Linked DNA regions of Sus scrofa: region 2 is linked to region 1. A link is a contact called in public HiChIP or PLAC-seq data. All regions are on one chromosome and are shown on one strand. Each heading gives the region's core, a stretch centred on a gene start, on an enhancer-like site or on the middle of the called end of the contact. The rest is flanking DNA. Distances are from core to core; before and after follow the strand shown. Region 1 holds the start of MFSD7 (major facilitator superfamily domain-containing protein 7). Region 2 holds the start of IDUA (alpha-L-iduronidase).

Evidence for each region. HiChIP or PLAC-seq counts read pairs in DNA pulled down with a chosen protein or histone mark.
Region 2: an H3K27ac HiChIP or PLAC-seq map of alveolar macrophages shows a contact between it and region 1. The contact joins the promoter of IDUA here to the promoter of MFSD7 in region 1. A contact is called at or near these places in 1 of 5 promoter capture datasets (liver) and 1 of 2 datasets of contacts at active chromatin or transcription factors (alveolar macrophages).

Annotation. Positions count from the first base shown.
Region 1 is chr8:125,871-130,606 of Sscrofa11.1, reverse strand. MFSD7 (major facilitator superfamily domain-containing protein 7) reads left to right here and starts at 2,187. Exons shown (of 10, transcript XM_021100818.1): 1 at 2,187-2,487. The coding sequence starts at 2,353.
Region 2 is chr8:331,732-336,982 of Sscrofa11.1, reverse strand. It overlaps IDUA (alpha-L-iduronidase), which reads right to left and starts at 2,379. Exons shown (of 14, transcript XM_021100852.1): 1 at 2,106-2,379; 2 at 1,269-1,409. The coding sequence starts at 2,260. SLC26A1 (sulfate anion transporter 1) reads left to right here. Exons shown (of 3, transcript XM_021100851.1): 3 at 1-1,563. The coding sequence ends at 396. It overlaps LOC102158901 (a long non-coding RNA gene), which reads left to right and starts at 5,193. Exons shown (of 2, transcript XR_299958.3): 1 at 5,193-5,251.

The DNA.
Region 1 (4,736 bases), core at 938-3,437:
TGTAAGTTTTAAAAATTAAGCTTCTTATTTTTAGATAATTATAGGTTCTGGTGCAATTGTAAGAATTAATGCCAAGATTCCTTGTGCATTTTGCCCAGCTTCCCCTCAAAAAACTTCTTGCAAAACACAGATGTGCAGTAACACAGCCATAACGCAGATGCTGATACAATCCGCGGTCTTATTCAGACTTCGCCGGTTTCAGTTGTATTCACGTGTGGGAGTGTGTGTGTGCCTGACACCAGCGTGTCACGTGTGTAGGTCGGTGTGTCCACCCCTCCGTCCAGATACAGAATGTTTCCCCCACGGGCCCCTCCTGCTGCCTGTGTAAGTGCCTTCCTCCTGCTCCCCAAGCCCTAAACAGCTAAGTTGTTCTCCATTGCTAACATGTTATCTTTTCAAAAATGTTATACAAAGGGAATCACATAATATCTAAATTTTTGAGCTTGGCTTTAATTCTGCCCCCCCTCCCCCCGGCATACTAACCCAGTGATTCACCCAGGCCACTGGGTGTGTGAACGTCCGTTTCACCCCTAGTGGATGCCCTCCCTCACCACTGACGCCAGAAAAGACACCTGCGTTGTTTCCAGTTTGGGCCTATCACAAGTAAGTCTGCCGTGAACATTTGGGTACTGTTTGTGTGTGAACATAAAATTTCATTTCCCTGGGATAAATGTCTAAAAATGTAATTGCTAGGTCACATGACAAGCTCGTGTCAGTCTTATAAGAAACTGCCAATGTGTTCTACACAGTGACTGCAGCATTTTACATTCCTATTGGCCATGTACAACTGACCCAGAAACTGCCTCGCTGGCATTTGATGTCGCTGTTTTAATTTCTGCCATTCTGAAAGTTGTAATACTTACTGTGGTTTTAACTTGCCTTCCTATTGACAATGATGTTAGCCGTGGAGGGTCATCTGCCTTTTGTTTATTCTCGTCACTGAAATGTCCCTGCATATCTGCTGCCCGTTTTCTAACTGGACTTTTTTTTTTGCTGTTGAATTTTGAAGGCTCTTTATACATCATGCTGGTATACACACCAGCCTTTCGTTAGCTACATGGCTTGCAAATATTTCCTACCAGTCTGGTCTTCAGAAACCTTCTGATAGGAATTGTATTAAACCTATAGATCAATCTGGGAAGACCTAACATCTTTACTATGTTGAGTCCTCTGATCCATGAACATGGTATGTCTCTCCATTTCTTTTTAGGTCCTCATTGGTTTCTTTCATTACCATTGCATTATTTTTAGTATACAACTCTTGTGTATATTTTGCTAAGTTTATACCCAAGTATTTAATCTTCTTCAAAGTAATTGTAAATGGTATATGTGTTATCATTTTGGCTTCCACAAGCTCAGTGTTGGTGTATAGAAATGTCACTGATTGTTGTATGCTGCTCTTGTATTCAGCAACCTTGCTGAGGTGCCTAACTCACACGAGAGCCCTCTGGATGGGCAGGAGTCACAAAAGTGGAGACGAACAAGAGCCCAAGGCCAGCGACTGGTCCATTTACATTAGCCCTACCTAAGCAGCTACACAGGTGACCTCAGGAGGAGTAATACTGGGTGAGTGGTGGAGAGTAGGTGTCCAGTGGACCTTGGGGTAGGGAGGAAGCTGGGCAGGAGGAAGCTGTCCACAGGGGAGCTCTTGCGGGAAACACGGCACCTCCCTCCTCCCTGCCTTCAGCCACAGCTGTCTCCATCTTAAACAGAAACCTATGTCTCCTTGCTCTCCCCAGCTGTTTTCTCAGCCGTAACCAGCAGAGAATAGCCAGGTGGGGAGGCTGCCTGCCTCCCCTCTGGCCGAAGGTTCTGTGCTCTGGCACAGCCCTCTCTCCCTGGGTGGGACTCTGCCAGCATCACTGCTGGCCACTCTCCCGAGGTCCTGCTTCCCTGCAGGGCTGAGCCTACTGACTAGTAGGGATTGAGGCTCTTTGCAAATTGACTCCAGCCTCCTCTTCCAGGCTGGCCTCCTGCTGCTCCCTGTAACTCGTTCGTTCAGACCTTAGGAATTGGGGGGTGGGGTGGAGGAGGGGTTCTCTCCATAAGCCCTTTCATGAAGTGCGGACCTTCTGCGAGACGGTATCTTCGCGGGGCCCTCTCCTGCACCCATCCGCGTGGGCGTGTCCATTGCAGGGACGGCTTTGGCCCCTGCGAGGGGATTTTGTCCTTGTTTCTGCCACAGACTTCCGTCCTGGCCGGCCGGTAGGGTCCAACTTCTTAACTCCTCCCGTTTCCGCCTGGCGGCCTGGTGACCCGGGCCCCCGGGGCGGGGACTGACCCCACCCCTCCTGCGGGGGAGGTCCCAGCCCGCGCTCTTTTCCAAGAGCCGGCGGCCCAGGAGCGGTGGCGATGGCGGGGCTGGCGGGGGACAACCCGGGGGCCGCCGGGCCCCTCACCTTGAGCGCGCTGAGGGGCTACCGCGCCTACGCACGCCGCTGGGTCTTCCTGCTGGTGATCAGCCTGCTGAGCTGCTCCAACGCCATGGTACCGGGCGCGGGGGTCGCGGGTCGGGGTCGCGGACGGGGTCGTTAGCTGAGGCCAGGACCCCGCTGAGCCCCGCGCCCGAGTCTGCGCACTACTCGCCCCCTCCGGGGACAGGGTTCACCCAGGGCGCCCGCCTCTCCAGAGAAGCAGCCAGTGAGAGCCCTGCCGGTTCCGGGGTCCCCGCTCTCCCAACCTGCTCCTCCCCCAGACTCATCCCTGGGGTCCCCTTCGCTTGCCCAGCCCATCACCCCCAGCGGAGCTCAGCCGGTGAACCTTTTCGGTCCCCCGGCCCTGGCGGGGCCAGCCTCTCGTGCTGGGACGGGCGTCCTCAGGCACAACCCGCACGTGAGCCCCGAGTGGCCGCCTGCTCGTGCGTCAGGCTGCAGTGCTGCCCCTCACAGGACCCCCTCTGCTGGCCTCCCTAATGCGGACCCCAGGGACTGGTTGGGCCGCGCTTGGCGGCCACTTAATGGTGGAATGCGAAGCTGCAGTTGGCCTCAGGACCCGGAGCTCAAGAAAGCCCGGGCAGTCAGGGACAGTCAGGCAGCAGAGATCTGGGAGGAGGAGGAGCCGGTAGGCAGGGGCAGCCCCGGGAGGCCCCCTCTGAGAGGTCCTCAGGCCCAGCCACTCTTGGATGCTGGCCTTGCTGGACTGGGAGTGGAGGGCCAGCGCCCCGCTGGGACAGGCGGCATCTGCAGCCTGGGCCTGGGGTCTACCCTGACTCCGGAAACCTCTTTTCTCTGCAGGACACGGCTGGCCCCTGTGTCTGGATGCCTGGAAACCAGAACTGGGTCTGGGTGCATTGGTCTGAGGAGGCAGAGCAGGGTCCCCCCCCACCCCCCTGGTGCCCACCCCTAGTTGCTGTGATGAGTCTGAGAGCAGATAGGCTTTGGGGGGACCCTGAGAAGTTCCTGCTACATTTCTCTTGCTCACAAGTCATTATTAGCAGTCAGGAATCGCACCAGGAGTCATCACGACCCCTGCCGTGGTCACGACAGGGAGTGCTGGCCACCAGGTGTGCCCTGACCAAGTCCACTTAACCCCTTTCTTAGGCGGCCTGCAGCCTGATTCTCGGCGGCTCGGGTTCTGAGAGGGCAGCGTGAAGGGCAGGTGGGGCAGTGCTGGGAAGAGGTCTGGGTGGCCCCAGTGTGGGTCTGGGGGAGAGCACCTGGTGGCTGTCAGCATTCTCATAGGGACATGAGGGGGCACCTGGCAGGGCTGGGAACAGATGGAAAGGAAATCTTGATTAGTGGGGACAAACAGTCTTCCCCACATTGTCTGGTATGTTTTATTTTTACTTATTTATTATTATTTTTTTTAGGGCTGCATTCGCAGCATATGGAGGGTCCCAGGCTAGGGGGTCCCTTCAGAGCTACAGCTGCCAGCCTACATCAGAGCCACAGCAACACAGGATCTGAGCCACTTCTGTCACCTACACCACAGTTCATGGCAACACCAAATCCTTAACCCCCTGAGTGAGGCCAGGGATCGAACCCGAAACCTCATGGTTCCTAGTCCGATGCGTTTCCGCTGTGCCATGACAGGAATGCCTGCCTGATGTCTCTGCCTGGCTGGCCACAAGCTCTGGGGAGGGACCAGCAGGCACGTGGCTGGCGAGGGTTGGGCGTGGCTCAGCAGTCAGGCATGGGAGCAGACCCCAGGCTTTCTCACTGCTGGGTCAGGCTGGGCAGGAAGCAGCTGGGCCTGCGTTGAGCTCTTGCTGAACCTGGGAGGTCTGTCCTGGAAAAAAGGAAGAAAAGGCAGCTGTTGCCCAAGCTTGCTGTCATGTGAGGCCTTGTGGTCAGAGCTCTCTTTGGGTCAGAAAGCCTGGATTTTGCTGCTTTCTGCATGGAGGTTGTGGCCGGGTGCAGGCTCCTGAGTTCCCAGGTCCTCTGAGAGCTGGAGCGATCTGGGGCTTAGATTTGTGGCACCCTGCCTCCGGGCCCAGCCTGGCCTGCCCACGCCCCCTGCGGTAAGCCGCGGTGAACCCCTCCCCTCTTCTTGGCCTCCTATCCGTCAGGGACTAGCAGTGTCTCACTTCCTCCAGGAAGCCTTCCCCGTTGACCCAGCTGTTTCCTGAAGGTCTGCAGGGTTAAGGAAGGGTCGCACCACTTGGCAGCGCCCATGCCTGGAAAATGTCTCCTGCTTCAGAGAGGGTCTCACTTCCCAAACATGTGGGTCTCCTGGAGGGAAGGTTGGGCTGGCCTCAGGCAGGGCTGGCATAAAATGCAAGTGTTTCTACCTGGGAT
Region 2 (5,251 bases), core at 1,130-3,629, 210 kb before region 1:
TCCAGGGGGAGGGAGCGGGGCCCGGGGGGGCAGGGGGGCCGAGGAGAGCCTGTCGAGAGCAGGGACCTGGGCCCTGTGAGCAGCGCGGCCGCGCTGGTGCCCACGGCGACCTGCTTCCATGCGGTGGTCGTGGACTGCGCCCCGCTGCTGTTCCTGGACGCCACTGGCCTGGCCACGCTTCAGGACCTGCGCCGGGACTACGGGGCCTTGGGCATCAGTCTGCTCCTGGCCTGCTGCAGCCCCTCGGTGACCGACACCCTGAGGCGAGGCGGCTTCCTGGGGGAGGAGCCTGGGGACGCGGCCGAGGAGGGGCAGCTGTTCCACAGCGTGCACAGCGCTGTGCTGGCGGCCCGAGCCTGCCACGGGGAGCCCGCGGCCACCGATTCCACCCTCTAGAAGAGCCAGCGCTGCCACCAGCCTCCATGCACACCATCAGTCCCTGCAGTCTCGCTGTCCCCACCCTGCAGGCACCAGGGAACCCCAAGTGGGACGGGGAGGCCGGCGATGTGAACACACTAAGGGCCCAGGCACTCAGGAAACCACAGCCGCACCTCTGAGACAGGCGGTGCCACATTGGGCCCAGTGCTGGGCGGCCGCGGTCCATGGAGCTGGGGTGACACTCAGTCTCCTGTCTCACTTGAACAAGGACCTCGAGGCAGTCACCCAGCCTCCAAGGTGCCAGAAGGACATTGGTCCCTTGGCCCGCCAGCCCCCACCCCAGCAGGTGAGAGCTGGCAGCCCTGGCCAGGGGCCTGAGGGTCTCTGTGGCTCTGGAAACCCAGCAGTACACAAAAACAATGCACACATTTCTCACACCTCCTGCCTCAGCCCCACTGGCCTTGCAGGGCCCTAGGCAGCTGTGACCGACACAACCTCAGCCTGGCCCTTGGCACGGCGTCCCTGCACGGCCTGACCTTTGAGCACACAGCACGGCGCATGGGTGCCCTCCCGCTGTCATGGGGTCAGCTGCGCCTCCAGGGTGGCCTCCAGCAGGAGACCAGTGTGCCCGATGCAGAGGTCCCCCCAGCACCACGGCGCCGGTGGAGCCGGACGGCGTCCTCCGTTCTCCCCTCCCTGCAGGACACTCAGCCAAGAGGCGGAGGGGCCGTGGCTCCTTGGAGCAGGAGTCCCCAGCCCCGGTGCCCCCACCCAGGGCCCCATACTGCACTGTCCACACCCAGGCGCCACCCCTCTCCGTCTCAGCCTTCATCTCCAGACCACGGGCTGTGCCCAGAGGCCCCCGGGCCGCCCATTCCTCCATCACCCACCTGGCTGTGACAAGGCCCAGCAGCCAGTGGGCCCGAACCTGCTGGATGCCACCATGAGGGACGGCGCCCACGTAGGCCAGGTTGAGCTGCTGGTCCCAGCTGAGGTCATACCGGTGAGCCTGGCTGTGCGGCAGGGGAGGACTGGGCACGAAACAAGGGGGAGCGGGGGTGTTAGTCCTGAGGGCAGGGCCAGTGCAGCTGCCTCGGCACCCCCACAAGTTCAGGGCTGAGACTGGCGTGTCCCCTGGTCAGTTTTACTGTCCTGATGTAATAAAAAGACCTCTGACGTCAGGAATGTGAGGACGTCTCCAGTTTACCGGGTCCAGGGTTCCTGTGGAAACCACATCCCCGCCCTGCTCCTCGCCCTACCAGCAGGAGGATGCTGGCTCCAAGCCCGGCAGAGGGGACGGGGACAGGCAGGGATGCGGGACAGGTCCCACTGCAGGGACTTCTGACACCGCTGGGGTTGCTCCCTTGCATCTCCTGCAGCCTGGGCTGCCCTGGGCGGCCACCGGGCTCTTCAGACTCCTGGGGGGGACCATGCAAACTCAGGACCTGGCCCTAGGCCTCCAGACAGGGAGCGGCCACTCAACTAGAAAGCCTTCCTTGCACCACCGGAAAGCGCGGCCCAGAGCCAGCGCAAGAGCCGAGATCCCGCGCGCTGAGGGCGGGCCCGAAAGGAGTGAGCCGCGGCCCTCCTCACTTCGGAGCACCTACCCCAGCTCTCTCCAGATGCCACGAGGGGGTCCCCGAGGCTCGGGGTGGGGTGGGGTGCACGGCCAGGATAGGTGCGGGATGGGTCGCTCGGACCTCAGTTTCCCCGCTCAGAGCGCTCACCAGAAGCCGGTGCTCCTCCAGAAGGGTCGCAGGGGCCCCAGCGCGCGGGCCGCGTCCACGCGCACCAGGTGCGGCGCCTCGGCGGCCGCGAGGGACGCGGCCAGAAGCACCCCCAGGAGCTCTAGCAGCGAGGCGTGGGGGCGCGGGGGGCGCATGGCGGGGCCGCCGGGGCGCGCACCCCGGGCGCGAGGCACCCCAGCCCCCGCAGACCCACCCGGGCCTCCGCGCAGTGGGAAGCGATGCCCGCGCCCAGCCGGCGGTTCCGCCTCCGGGTCGCGTGCCACGTGACGGCCGGCGCGGGGTGGGGCCTGGGCAGGAACGGGCCCCGCGGGTCGGGCCGACGGGGTCGCGGTGGAGACGGGGGCGGGGCCGGCTGGTGGGCGTGGAGGGGCGGAGGGAGGGGCGTGGCCAGGAGCCGAGGCAGAGCGGCGTGGGCGGGGTCTGGCGGGAGGTGGGCGTGGGGGCGAGGCCAGGGCCGAGGGCATCCGCAGCAGCTCCCTAAGCTCCGGAATCCGGAGCTCGTCTCGGACAGTGGGCTCTGCCCAGCGGCCCCCCGGCTGCCAGTCCTCTCCGCCACCCAATGTGGTACCCCTTCGGGCCGGGTTCCTCCCCTCGGTCCCCTTCGGCGCTAAGGGCTGTGGGAACCGCGAGTCCCTTGGAGAGCGCTCGGCCTTCAGCCGCACTGGTGAAGACATCTGCTGAGATGCTTCGGTTGGCCTGGGCGGGAAGCAGCCCAATGCGGGGGCCAGGAGGCTGCTGGATGGCTGAGAGACCTGCGGTGGTTGCAGGGCGGGGAGAGGTGGTCAGACGTGGGGCGCGTTTGGAAGGTGGACTGGTGACTGCAAGGACTTTGGCTGGAGCAGCGGGGTGGTGTGCTGTCTTCTGAGAGTGGGGCCGCTGTAAAGCAACAGGGGTGCTCAGGGGACTGAGCTGCCTTTGAGAAGCCAAGTGGACACCTAGATGGACAGCTGGCAGCCCCGCCTGGCCGCTGGGGGAACTGGGGCTCAGCACTGTGAATGGGTAAGCTTTAAGTCGCACGCATATACTACAGGAACCCTACAGCAACACGCCCTCCACCAGGCCGACATTGCAGGACGCGGGGACCAGCCTCCCTCTGTCCCCATACCCTCCTCCCTCCCCTCCGCTGGACAGCAGGACTCACCCCCAAAGCCAGCCCATGTTCCTAGTCCCTTAGACTGAAGAGAGAGAAGCTGATCATCTTCTAAAAATGATGGGTGGAGTTCCCGGTGTGGCGCAGTGGTTAACAAATCTGACTAGGAACCATGAGGTTGCGGGTTCAGTCCCTGGCCTTGCTTGGTGGGTTAAGGATCTGGCATTGCCATGGCTGTGGTGTAGGCCAGTGGCTACAGCTCCAATTGGACCCTTAGCTTGGGAACCTCCATATGCCACAGGTGCCACCCTAAAAAGACAAAAGAAAAAAAAAAAGTGATGGGTGACATCCAGCCGTGGAATGAAGACATGCTGTGTAGCCAGAGGAAAAGTACAGAGACAGGAGCCCAGCTGTGTTCTTGCGAGATGTTGAAACCAAAGCCAGAGCAAAACCGTCAGAGCAGCCAGAGGGGAAAGGACCTGTTACCCTCAGAGCATGAAATAGCAAGAAAGACCACTGACGTTCCAGCAGAAGCAGCTGGAACAGCCGACGAGGAAAGAACCGCAGGCGGACCTTGGCAGCCGAGACATCTCAACCCAGCAAAAGGTATACTTTGAAAACGGAGGTCAAAAAAAGACGATTCAGAGAGACTGGCTCTGGGAGTGTGTGTCCCCACTGACCCTCCTTAATGGAAAGGTCAGCTGTGTCCTTTCCGAACCATGATCCCACGGCCCAGAGGAGCAGGACTGATGGAACACAGCAGAAGGGTCTGTTGTCTATAATCTAATGGAGAGTGACACAGAACGCGACAATAAAAATGTCTTGTGGGGCTTGAAATATACCCAGAGTCTAAAACGCAGGAGAAGGAGTTCCCGTCGTGGCTCGGTGGAAACAAAGCTGACTGGCATTCATGAGGACATAGGTTCGATCCCTGGTCTCACTCAGTGGGTTAAGGATCTGGCGTTGCCGTGAGCTGTGGTGTAGGTGGCAGACTTGGTTCGGATCTGGCACTGCTGTGGCCATAGTGCAGGCCAGCAGGTGCAGCTCCAACTTGACCCTTAGCTTGAGAACTTCCATATGCCCCTGGTGCGGGCCTGAGAAGACAAAAACAACCACCACCGCCACCACCATAAAACGCAGGAGACGCCCACAGGAGTTCGAGGGGAACAGAGTGTGTGCCGGGCTGGCCCGGCCACACCCACAGCCTATTAGCGTGAGCTTACACGGCAAAGGGACTTTGCAGCTTTGATTAAGTTCAGAGTCTTGAGATAGGGCGATTATCCCGGATTACCTGAAGGGGCCCTGAGTGTCATCACAATATCCTCGTAAGCGGGAGGCAGAGGGAGATTTGACACGAAAGAGGCCACGTGGTGACTTCAGAAGAGAGAAATTGATCTGGAGACAGTTCTGGGTTTGTTTGTTTGTTTTAAATTTTTTTTGGTCTTTTGTCATTTTAGGGCCGCACCCGCAGCGTATGGAGGTTCCCAGGCTAGGGGTCAAATCAGAGCTACCGCTGCCAGCCTACACCACAGCCACCAGACCCGAGCCACATCTGCGACCTACACCACAGCTCATGGCAACGCCGGATCCTTAACCCACTGAGTGAGGCCAGGGACAGAACCCACAACCTCATGGTTCCTAGTCAGATTTGTTTCTGCTGTGCCTAGACAGGTACGCCTGAAGATTGTTCAAAAATTTGTACTGAGGGCTTGTTTTAATCGGCTGTGGTTAGACAGATGGACACAGATCCAAGGAGCAAGAGGCAGGACTGCATGGGGAGGTGGAGAAGGGAAGGAGCATATATACATATGCCTTGTCTTTTTGCCTTTTCTAGGGCCGCTCCCGTGGCATATGGAGGTTCCCAGGCTAGGGGTCTAATTGGAGCTGTAGCCACCAGCCTATGCCAGAGCCACAGCAACATGGGATCCGAGCCGCGTCTGTGACCTACACCACAGTTCATCACAACGCCGGATCTTTAACCCACTGAACAAGGCCAGGGACCGAACCTGCAACCTCATGGTTCCTAGTCGGATTC